Regions from separate parts of the Ovis aries genome. Here region 1 is linked to region 2. Evidence: chromatin contacts called from public Hi-C data. All regions are on one chromosome and are shown on one strand. Each heading gives the region's core, a stretch centred on a gene start, on an enhancer-like site or on the middle of the called end of the contact. The rest is flanking DNA. Distances are from core to core; before and after follow the strand shown.

Region 1 (5,129 bases), core at 134-2,633, 190 kb after region 2:
CAGTATGCAACACCTTAGTAGATATTTTGGGAAACCTGCTTGAGTCATCCACCCCAGACTGTCTCAGAGTGTTCTAGCCTTTTCTTCCTGATTCTCTTTCTTCCAGTATTTCCTTCTTTAACAGTAAGACCAGATCAGGTCGACACAGTATTCTTCAAACAGTTTAACTATCTGTCAGTGAACATGCTGGCCTCTGTGAATTTAGGAATCAGAGAGAGACACCGAGCCATTTTATTTGCCAGAGATAAATAATTTCAGTACATGAGTTAAGTGTTGTGACAATTTTATGTACGTATCAGGCAGGTCTGTGGAAACTCAAAGTGATTCTGAAGGCAGTAGGCAGAGGAGAAAGATCAGGGAATAGCATTTAATTTGTTTACAACAGGGAGGTACATAAATTCTATTTATTTGCATTCACTGCATGAGGAAACTGAGCTAGTTAGATAGATAATTTGCTCATGCTCACTCAAGTAGTAACTGGGAGAATGCCAAAAGTAAGCCCAACTAGGTGTATCTGACTACAAAGCCTCAGCTCTCTTTAGGACCCCACCCTGCCACACCAAAGGAAAGATTCCAGGAGGAACTGAATAGAAAGAAGCTGGAATGGCAAGTAGGTGTTCGCTGGGTGGAGGGGGTGGGGTTATTGTTTGAAGCTTGTCGAAGAGATTTGAAATAAGGAGTAGAGAGAGGTGATGTGAGGCATAAGCTAACATTTTAAAAAATGTATATAGTAAAATTCACTCTTTGGGGATACAGTTCTGTGAATTGTCGACAATTTAAAATTTAGGGTTATGTAACCACCACACAACCAAGATACAGAACTAGTCTGTTGCCACCCTAAATTCCCTCATATTTCTCTTCTTTAGTCAGCTCCTCCCACCATTCTCCACCTCTGACAAGCACTAGTCTGTTCTCCATCCTATAAGGTCATATAAATGGCATGTCATATAATGTCATGTAGTAAATGGAGTCATACAGTATGTAGTCTTTTGAATTTGGCCTCTTCACTTAGCATAATGCATTTTAATTAGGCAGCCATTAATGATGTAAATGTTACTGTACAATTTTGCTATAGTTTTTTGCCTGCTTCAAAATTTGCTTATATCATCTTTAAGTCCAGTTTCATATAAACAGAATGCCTTTTTTTTTTTTTTTTTTTTTGCTGAGAAATGATTAATAGTTGTAGCTCCAAATATCAAAGAAGCCCAAAATAATATTCTTGGTAAATGCCCAGGAGAAATTAAAATAGAACAAAATCAGCTGTCTCTCCCCACACCCTGTTACGTCAGCCTTCTTGCTTTTTGTATGTAGAAATCGGTGTGGAAAGTTTGCTACTGAATGTGACCTTTGCCAGCTTGAAGAAAAAAAGAGAACAGCTGTTACTAGGAGAGAGTGGAAGGAATGAATGTTGTTCCTGGCCAGTTGGCAGTGTGTGCCTTTCTGGGGCAGTAACAACAGGTGACCAACTTCTGCTTTTTATTTTTGTTAGTGTATAAATAAATAGGCTTACTTGTTTTTTGTGCAGAAATCTCAGGGTCTATATTAAAATAACCTGCCCATATAGTTGTCTTGGATTTTTTTAAAAGCTGTTTAAATACATACACAAATTTATTTTAAGTGTCTTAATGAACTAAGAGACTCTAAGGTTGAGGATATTATAGGTAATTATTGACAGAAAACCACAAAGAGTAAAACTTTCTTTGGTAAATGTCACTTATATCTAAACTGTACTTTCTCCCTTTTGTTTTAACTTAAACAGAAAACCAAAACGATAACTAAGTACTTTTTATAGTAAAACCATGTCAGCCACAGAGAGGTAGTGACTACAAGCCAGTGACCAGAATGTAGGTGTTCCTAAAAGCTGAGGGTGCACTGTTCTTTGAACTCTTGCCCCTGGATACTTTGAGTGCCATCTCTGTGAATCACACCCAAATATATAGTGCTCTCGACCACGGACCCCTCCCATGTGGCTCTCCACTCTTCCCCTTCTCCCTCTCTACCTTGCACAAACTCATCTTGAGGTACAACTTCCATCAAGTCCTTTCTTGCCCAAAGCCAGTGTTGATTTTTCATGTCTTACTGAAGCATATCCAAATTAATTACCTGGAATTGAAAATCTTCGTCCTGTAGTTTTGCTCTGCCCATTCATATTTCTTTTATTCCTCCTTGCACTTTACCCTACCACGGTTGGACTATCTTTTTTTTTTTCTCCTCTAATTGTCTGGCAACAGATTGAGCTCAGTAATCAATTTTTAATTCATTTGTTTCCCATTGCAGTTGTTGTGAATGTTTTTCTACTCTATTAAACTCCAGTTATCTCCTACTCTCCTCATTTTTTTGCAAATGATACCATTTCCTACTTCATTTAGAAGGCTTTAGTCAGATAAGTGTGTGTTTGAGTCCTGGATGCATCACTTACTATCAAAACTGGTAGACAGTATATATCTGAGTCTTACCTTCCCTCACCCGCAGCCCTCCCATGGACCTACCCAAGATCCCACAACTAAAAGGTTGAAGCAGAAGCCAGCTCCTCTAGCACCAGCTGGCATCAGTTCCGAATGACCGTGCTGGTGTGTACTAGTTGTTAAATATTTTTAATTTCACCCTTATTATGTGTATGACTTTAATTATGTTACTTATCCCCTTTGAGTCATCCTCTCATCTTTAAAATGGGGATAGTAATAACATGGTGACTCTTTGTTCATTCACTAAATATTTGTTGAGGGCCAGTCTTGTACTAAGAACTGTGTTAGGTGCTTGGGGTATATCAGAGAACAAAAGAAATTTGTGCCTTCTTGGAGCTTGTGTTCTAGTATTGTAAGGATTAAATGAAAATTATTGTTAAGTGTTTGGCATGGTATCACATCCACAGAGGTGCTCACACTGTTTCAGCTCCTTTTCTTCCTTTGTCACATGTTTTCATCAAGGCCAAAGGGCCAAGGGGAGTGTGGGGAGGGGAAAGAGTGAAGCCAATGCTAATAACCGAACGTGGCATCTCAAGAGTAACCAGAGCCTGATTACATTGCAGAGCAATACAAATCAAATAGGAAACAATTTAAAAAAAAAACAACCCTAACAGTAACCAACCCTGCTCTTTTTTTTAAAATTTATTTTTAATTGGAAGATAATTTCTTTACAATATTGTGCTGGTTTCTGCCATACAACGTCATGAATCAGCCAAAAGTATAACGCTGCTTTTGATGAGTTGATTGTCTCAGTGTGTTTACATTTCCTTTCATCTCCTGTGGATTCAGCTCCAGCCATTCATCCTCATTCTCAAGTTCTCCTCTCCCACTACCTGCATTTCACTGCATCAGCTCACTATCACATCTTTTGCATCATAGACAAGACCGAGAAAATCATCACCCTTCTTTTGCTCTATTTACCCTTCAAGGTGTAGACCAAGTTCTCCTCTTTCCTTCCTTTTATATCACAAGGCATTTAAAAGTTTTTTACCCAGTTACTCTCTTTCTCTAATTCTTTCAGTCTTTCTGTTTTCACTCAGAGTACTGCAGTTCTTCTATTATGGTTCATCAGTTACCACTTGTGTGTTCCTTTTCTGCTCTGCTTCTTTTTAAGTGGCATCTGTTACTGTTAAGACCATCTGAACCCAAAAGGCTCATGGCCTCATTGACATGGGTTTTGAGTCGTAATCCTGCAACCTAAATTCCCTTGGGCCAGTTTCTTCAAAATGATGTAGTAACAGTTACCTTTTAAAGTGATTAAAAGAAACCTAGCATACTGTCAGGGAGTTAAGTAAAAACGTTACTGACGTTTTTGAGAAGTGCCTTTCCCCACCACCATTTTCCTTGACGCTGTTCTTTCGTGTTCTTTATCCTACTTACCTGGTAGTTCATTCCTTATTAACTGGTGTGTGTGTGCGCTAAGTCACTTTGGTTGTGTCCGACTCTCTGCGACCCTATGGAATGTAGCCTGCCAGGCTCCTCCATCCGTGGGTTTCTCCAGGCAAGAGTACTGGAGTGGGTTGCCGTGCCCTTCTCCAGCAGATCTTCCCATCCAAGGGATCCAACTCATGTTTCTTTTGTCTTCTGCATTGGCAGGCATGTTCTTTACCAATAGCGCCACCTAGGTGAGTTATTAGTTAGCTGTCTCTTTTTTTCTTTAGATTATTGTCACTTTTTGTGATCTTAGTAAGATCTCATGGCCTCAGCTATCCCTTTTATAATTGAAATTTCAGATATTCATCTCTAGTCTGCATTCTCTTTTGAGTGCCAGATATGAATGTCTAGCTGTGAGCTAGATGTGAAACATTTGTCAAATGATCTGGAATATGAATCAAGAAGGAGTCTCAGCATTTGATATGTAGAGGAAACAAACTGTCTTACCTGGCATACTTACTAGTTTCACTTGTTCCAGTTGGTAAAATTTTGAATGACTTTCTTTACTTTCATAGAGGAGGAGAAGAGAACCCTTTTTGCTTAAAAATAACACACAACTCCTGTCAATTTGCAGGAAGAGTTTTCATGTGATTCTGGAAAGATGTGCAACACCTGTTTCCAAAGAAAGCAGGAAAAATATTGCATGTTTTTCTCTCCAAAATGTTTTTTGTTCAAACTGAATTGGACACCAAATAAAGAACATTCCTTAAATTTGGAATGAATAGAACTTTCTAAAAACTGCTCAGGTAACACTAAGTAGTAAAAAGCCCCAAAAATTTTATTTACTTTTAACCTTGGACTGCTAAAAGGAGAAAATGAAAGGGTTTGTAGAAGCAAATTTCACAAAAGTAACTGTAGACTTATTTGTTAGACCCAAATATACATGTAGGGAAATGAACAAACATGGTTAAATTTACATATGTTGGATTTTTTTGGGGGAAGGGAGAATATTTCTTACATATGGGTTTTATCCATTACCTTTTTGGTAAAGCATCAGCTCCTAGAAGCAGTTACCTCACTGTTTATTTTTCTCTCAAGTTCGCTGTTTATTTTTCTTGTAAGTTTTGCTGAGGTTTCTTTCAAGTTTTGCAAAGTGCACTTACACATTAGGATGGTTCAATCAACCCAAGTGTAGCAGATTGAGATGTATTCTTGGTCACACAAAGCAACTCCACTGTCACCCGCAATTGAACCAACATAAGGAAATGAACTGTTTATATACAGACCAGC
Region 2 (5,144 bases), core at 707-3,206:
ACAAAATTAATGTGATCTGCCCCTCACCAAAAAAAATGCCAGCAACCGATGCCAAAGTTTACATCGCCCAGCAGTTTCACTTCTAAACATTAATTTGCAATGTCAAATAGTATATGTCCAGAGTTGTTTGATGCCCTGTTTCTTTATAATAGCAAAAGATTGAAAACAACAAAAATGTCTTTTCTTATAGGACTGGATAAATTATGGTGCCTTGATACAATGGAATATTTTTCACCCATTAAAAAGAAGGAAGTGACTTTATTATATATCAAAATGGAACAAGTCTTCAACTTATTTTGTTAAATGAAAAAAGTGAAGTGCAGAGCAGTCAGTGTATATAGTATACTGCCATTTGGGTAAAGACATTAATAAGTTATATATAATGCAAATATGTATAAATGAGTCCAGGGGAGTAAATAGGAAACTGTAAGAGTGTTGTCTCCTCAGAAAGAAACTGAGTGCCTTAAGTGGGACATGTGGCAGTTACTGTTAGGTAAATACCCGACTATTCAACAACCCCATCTATTCCTTGAACTTCTGTTTTCCAGTTTTCTCAAACTCTGTTTCCTCTTCTATTTCTCCCAGGATCTAGGGCTTTCTTACTCATCTCTTTGTGCCAGTTTTTCTCAGGGAATTCACTCAAAAATCCCCTCTAGACAATGCTTTGTAAATTATACTTTTTCTTCCTCCCCTTATTCACTATCACTTATCTATCCTATTCGGGCACAGCTCTATTGTCTGTTTAACGTGATGATGGCAAAAAATGCTGATTTTGTTAAGGCTCTAAGCAGTTTCCAATCCAGGAGATGAAAGAGGATTGGTTTAAACTATTCTTGATAATCCTGTTTCCATTTTCCAGATACTTAATTTTTTAGACTTTTTTAGCAGCTTGAGCAGTATGAAATTTATCACATGAGACATGTAGTGGCCATCAGAGAAGACAATGAAATGAATCTTATAATTTTCACTTGTATGTTTCAGTATCAGTGAATAGAAGGACTAATGAATGCTGATTAAATGCTCAGAACTCTCTTGAAACCTCTGAATTCTATGATAAATAATTGACCACTGTGACGATAGAACATAGGTCATTAAAGTGCATTCTACTGCAATAGGTTGGCAGGAGTTCAAACAGTTCTCTGAGTATTTAACCATTTAGATTAAGTGGAAGTATGTTTTCTATAATGAAATTTGTCAAAATAAGAGGGAATCAACTATTTTCAATCATAGGATAACTGTCTAGGTAAGCATGTTTTAAGGAAGGCAAATTTTTATAGGAGTTTAGCAGTATTGAATGCTAATTTTCTTGTGGAATAATTTCAGGAACTTATTTGATGAGGGAAAAAAACAGGAATATCTTAAAATATTGTTATTTCTACTAAAATGTGGGTTATTTCATTTTATATACATAAATCTCAGATATACTGTATTTTTTAATTTATTAACTTTGAAAAAATTAGTGTTAATTTAGCCTTATCTTCACATGTTTGTGAAATGATGAAGTATCATTTATACTTTTTTCTAGTATCAGTTCAGTTCAGTTCAGTCGCTCAGTTGTGTCCAACTCTTTGCGACCCCATGAATCACAGCACGCCAGGCCTCCCTGTCCATCACCAGCTCCCGGAGTTCACTCAGACTCACGTCCATCAAGTCAGTGATGCCACCCAGCCATCTCGTCCTCTGTCGTCCCCTTCTCCTCCTGCCCCCAATCCCTCCCAGCATCAGTCTTTTCCAGTGAGTCAACTCTCCGCATGAGGTGGCCAAAGTACACATTGCAGTAAATACAAAGGAGTTAAAATAGCATTTATCCTTGTGCTACCTAAAATCATCTTTCATATAGCGGCATTTTGGGAAACTGTCTTCAGCTGTTAGAATATAAAAAATAACATTTGATACTTTAAGATTGCTTATTCTTAGTTTAATTTGTGGTTGACTCTGTCTCTTCCACTAGGTGGCACTCAAAATCATGTTCCAGTTCAAAACAGAAAAATTTTAAGAAATGTTTGGGACTGAAAATGTGTTGGACCTGCTTATCATTTTGGTGGACTGGGGATCTGATTAGACTTAGGTAGATGAAGGAGCTTGTCGCTGTAGAGGAACCATACATGTCACAAGCATTTGGATCATTTGGAGAATTTTTGCAAATTACACAAATCTACATTTCTCTCTGCATGCCTCCCCTCACCTCCCTTATTAGTTTTTCTTCTGGTTTGGGGTGAAGAATGTGGATAGGGGGACAGAGAGGTTTAGAAATCTCTTATACTGTATTTGATATATGCCATTGGCAGTCACTGGCCTTAAGAGTTTGTTTTGCTGCTTTTCCCAGACTTTCTGGTAACCAGATATTAGAGCTGGTATTCAGGATTGCTTCATGCTCTGCAGCTGCTCTGGGATTATAACCTTTGGGAGTTGACCCTCCCAGCCAGCCTGAAACCAAATTGGGATTTGAACTTCCCTTTTTCAGTTTTCTCAAACTCTTGTTTCCTTTTCCATTTCTCCCAGGACCTAGGGCTTTCTTACTCATCTCTGTGTGCCCAGTTTTTCTCAGGGAATTCACTCAAAAATTCCCTCTAGACAATACTTTGTAAATTATACCTTTTTCCCTCCCCTTATTGATTAATGCTTTTCTATCCTATTGGTGCCAGCTCTGTTGTCTGTTTAATGTTATGATGGCAAGCAATATGATGCGTCAAAGACCCAGTCTATTACTTTTTCATGACTATTTGCATTTTAATAAGGAGAATTCTAGAAATATAAAAGCCTAACCTAATCACTTTCATGCATTGGAGAAGTAAATGGCAACCCACTCCAGTGTTCTTGCCTGGAGAATCCCAGAGACGGGAGAGCCTGGTGGGCTACTGTCTCTAGGGTCTCACAGCGTCGGACACGACTGAAGCGACTTAGCAGCAGCAGCAGCAGCAACCTAAGGATTAGATTTTTCTAATAACATTTTAGGTACTCTGGTAAGCCAGTGAGGTAGCAGTAGATACTTAAAATAGGCAGTATTCTGGGTGCCCTTCAAAGATACCAAGCATGCTTATGGCCCTTATTTTTTTAAAGTGTTTATTTGTCTGCCCATGTGCAAACTGGCCTCTCTCGCTTTCATCTGTCATTAATACTGTCACTAAATAGCAACCTGAATTGACTCTTTGTTATCTGTGGTCCCAGAGAGAGAGAGCAAGTGAGTGAGAGCGAGCAAGCACATAACAAAGTGAAGAGTTTACCTATTAACGTGTCCTAGGCCAACAACAGTGATTGGAAGTGATTATTTGATTATTGAGGCTCAGTTGTTTCATAGTTGGGGATTTATACAGATCTAGTAAAGTAGTGTTTCCAGGAGTGTTGGTTTCCAGAGCTGTGTAATTGGATTTTGAGGACCTTGCCATCTATGTTAAATAGGCAGGACCAGGGCCCTTGACCATGTATCAGTGCCCTGGAGCTGAGGACCAGTTTTCTGGTTGTATGTTTTATCTTTTGTTCCCTTCCCTCTCCTTCCTCCTTTCTCCTTTCTTCTTGCCTCTCTTCTTTTCTCTCCCTCTTTTGTCTTCTTCTCTCCCCTCTCTTCTCCCTACTTTCCACCATTATTTTTCTCCAGTGGAACTCTTTTTGCTAAATGCTTAAAGAGGGCAATCTTGGCCTTGGGTTTAGAGATGCTTTAAGTCTAACTATGGACTTTGTTAGAATGGTATCTTATTTCAAGTTTCATTGGAACTTTTTTTTTTTTTTTTAAGAAATTATAATTGTTTTATTGAGAAAAACCATCCATTTCAAATTACTAAAAAATTCCCACTGATTTCTACCCTGCAACCTGGCTTCCTCAAAAAGATAAAGACATTTTCTTATTACTCTTTGGCTGCTACATCTGTTACTTTCTGTCATTCCTTCCCCTGAAGTCATTCTCTCCTTCCTCCACATGGTCTTCATTCTCCCCTTTCACTGGTCAAAGTGTAATATTAATTGAATCATGAAACTGTCATTCACTGATTTCTATGACTCTCTTTAAACTCACCAGTGGATCTCAAGTCTCAGAAAGAGGTTTTCAGGCGTAAGGTTTTTACTACAAAAAAAAAAACAACAACAACAACAGAAAAAAAAATATTTCTTGTAGTTCAAAACTTTTGCTCTAAGATGAACATGACTAGTAGCATGAATTCTTGAACTTTGCTCTTTTTTCAAGTTTGTCTTGGCTATATAAGTAGCCATTTGCATATGTTTATATATTTTATTTTTTTTTTTTTATAATGCTTTATAAATACAACTTATTTATTAGTGAAATTGTTATATTTGCAACTGGCCTTTTATTTTCCAGCTCTTTTAGTGTGATGAACAGCCAGGAAGATTTTTAATTTTCTTATTTTGATTTCATTGTAATTTCCCATTACATTATGCTTTATGTTATTTAATTTTTTAAGTTAAGGTGATTTATGTAATTGAATTCGGCTTTTTTTTCAGTGTTTTTTTTTTTTTTTTTTTACAAATTCTTTTTTTTTTTTTTGTTGAGTACAATTTATTTATTTTAACTTGATTTTTAGGAAATGCATTTAAGGCTACCAATTTCCCTCTAAATACTACTATAACTGCATTTTGAAAGATTTGATTAGTAGCATTTCCATTTTTCAATTCTAAATAAGTGTCATTTCCCCTTTAACCATGAGTTATTTGAAAATAAAACTTTAAGTTCTCAAATAAGAATTAAAAACACGTTGTTTAACGCATGTAAGAATTAAAGATATTAAAATTTAAAAAAAACACGTTGTTTTAGTTATTGGTTTTAAATGTAATTGTATTGTACTTCTTAGAGACAGTGACTAGTATAACAGATTACTTGAACTATCTTAAGATTTTCTTTTTTTTCTTTTTTTTTTTTGTCTTTTATTTTATTTTTTTATTTTATTTTTTTTTTTTAAATTTTAAAATCTTTAATTCTTACATGCATTCCCAAACATGAACCCCCCTCCCACCTCCCTCCCCATAACATCTTTCTGGGTCATCCCCATGCACCAGCCCCAAGCATGCTGCATCCTGTGTCAGACATAGACTGGCGATTCAATTCACATGATAGTATACATGTTAGAATGTCATTCTCCCAAATCATCCCACCCTCTCCCTCTCCCTCTGAGTCCAAAAGTCCGTTATACACATCT

The links. A called contact is a pair of places that touch in the nucleus more often than the background predicts.
Region 1: a contact with region 2 is called in a Hi-C map of tail adipose tissue, with 4 times the contacts expected there. The contact joins two enhancer-like sites. A contact is called at or near these places in 3 of 16 Hi-C or Micro-C datasets (hypothalamus, omental adipose tissue and tail adipose tissue).

Annotation. Positions count from the first base shown.
Region 1 is chr16:23,836,333-23,841,461 of ARS-UI_Ramb_v3.0, forward strand. PLPP1 (phospholipid phosphatase 1) reads left to right here. Exons shown (of 6, transcript XM_060400430.1): 1 at 1-5,129. Among named protein-coding and RNA genes, the nearest start is that of PLPP1, 23 kb to the left of the region's middle. Within about 2 kb of position 1,384, at least 14 of the 54 cell types and tissues checked have an H3K27ac peak or open chromatin away from gene starts, as enhancers often do. A contact at or near this core is called in tail adipose tissue, where this site is marked.
Region 2 is chr16:23,648,630-23,653,773 of ARS-UI_Ramb_v3.0, forward strand. All of the region lies in intron 2 of SLC38A9 (solute carrier family 38 member 9), which reads left to right. Among named protein-coding and RNA genes, the nearest start is that of SLC38A9, 17 kb to the left of the region's middle. Within about 2 kb of position 1,957, at least 3 of the 54 cell types and tissues checked have an H3K27ac peak or open chromatin away from gene starts, as enhancers often do. A contact at or near this core is called in tail adipose tissue, where this site is marked.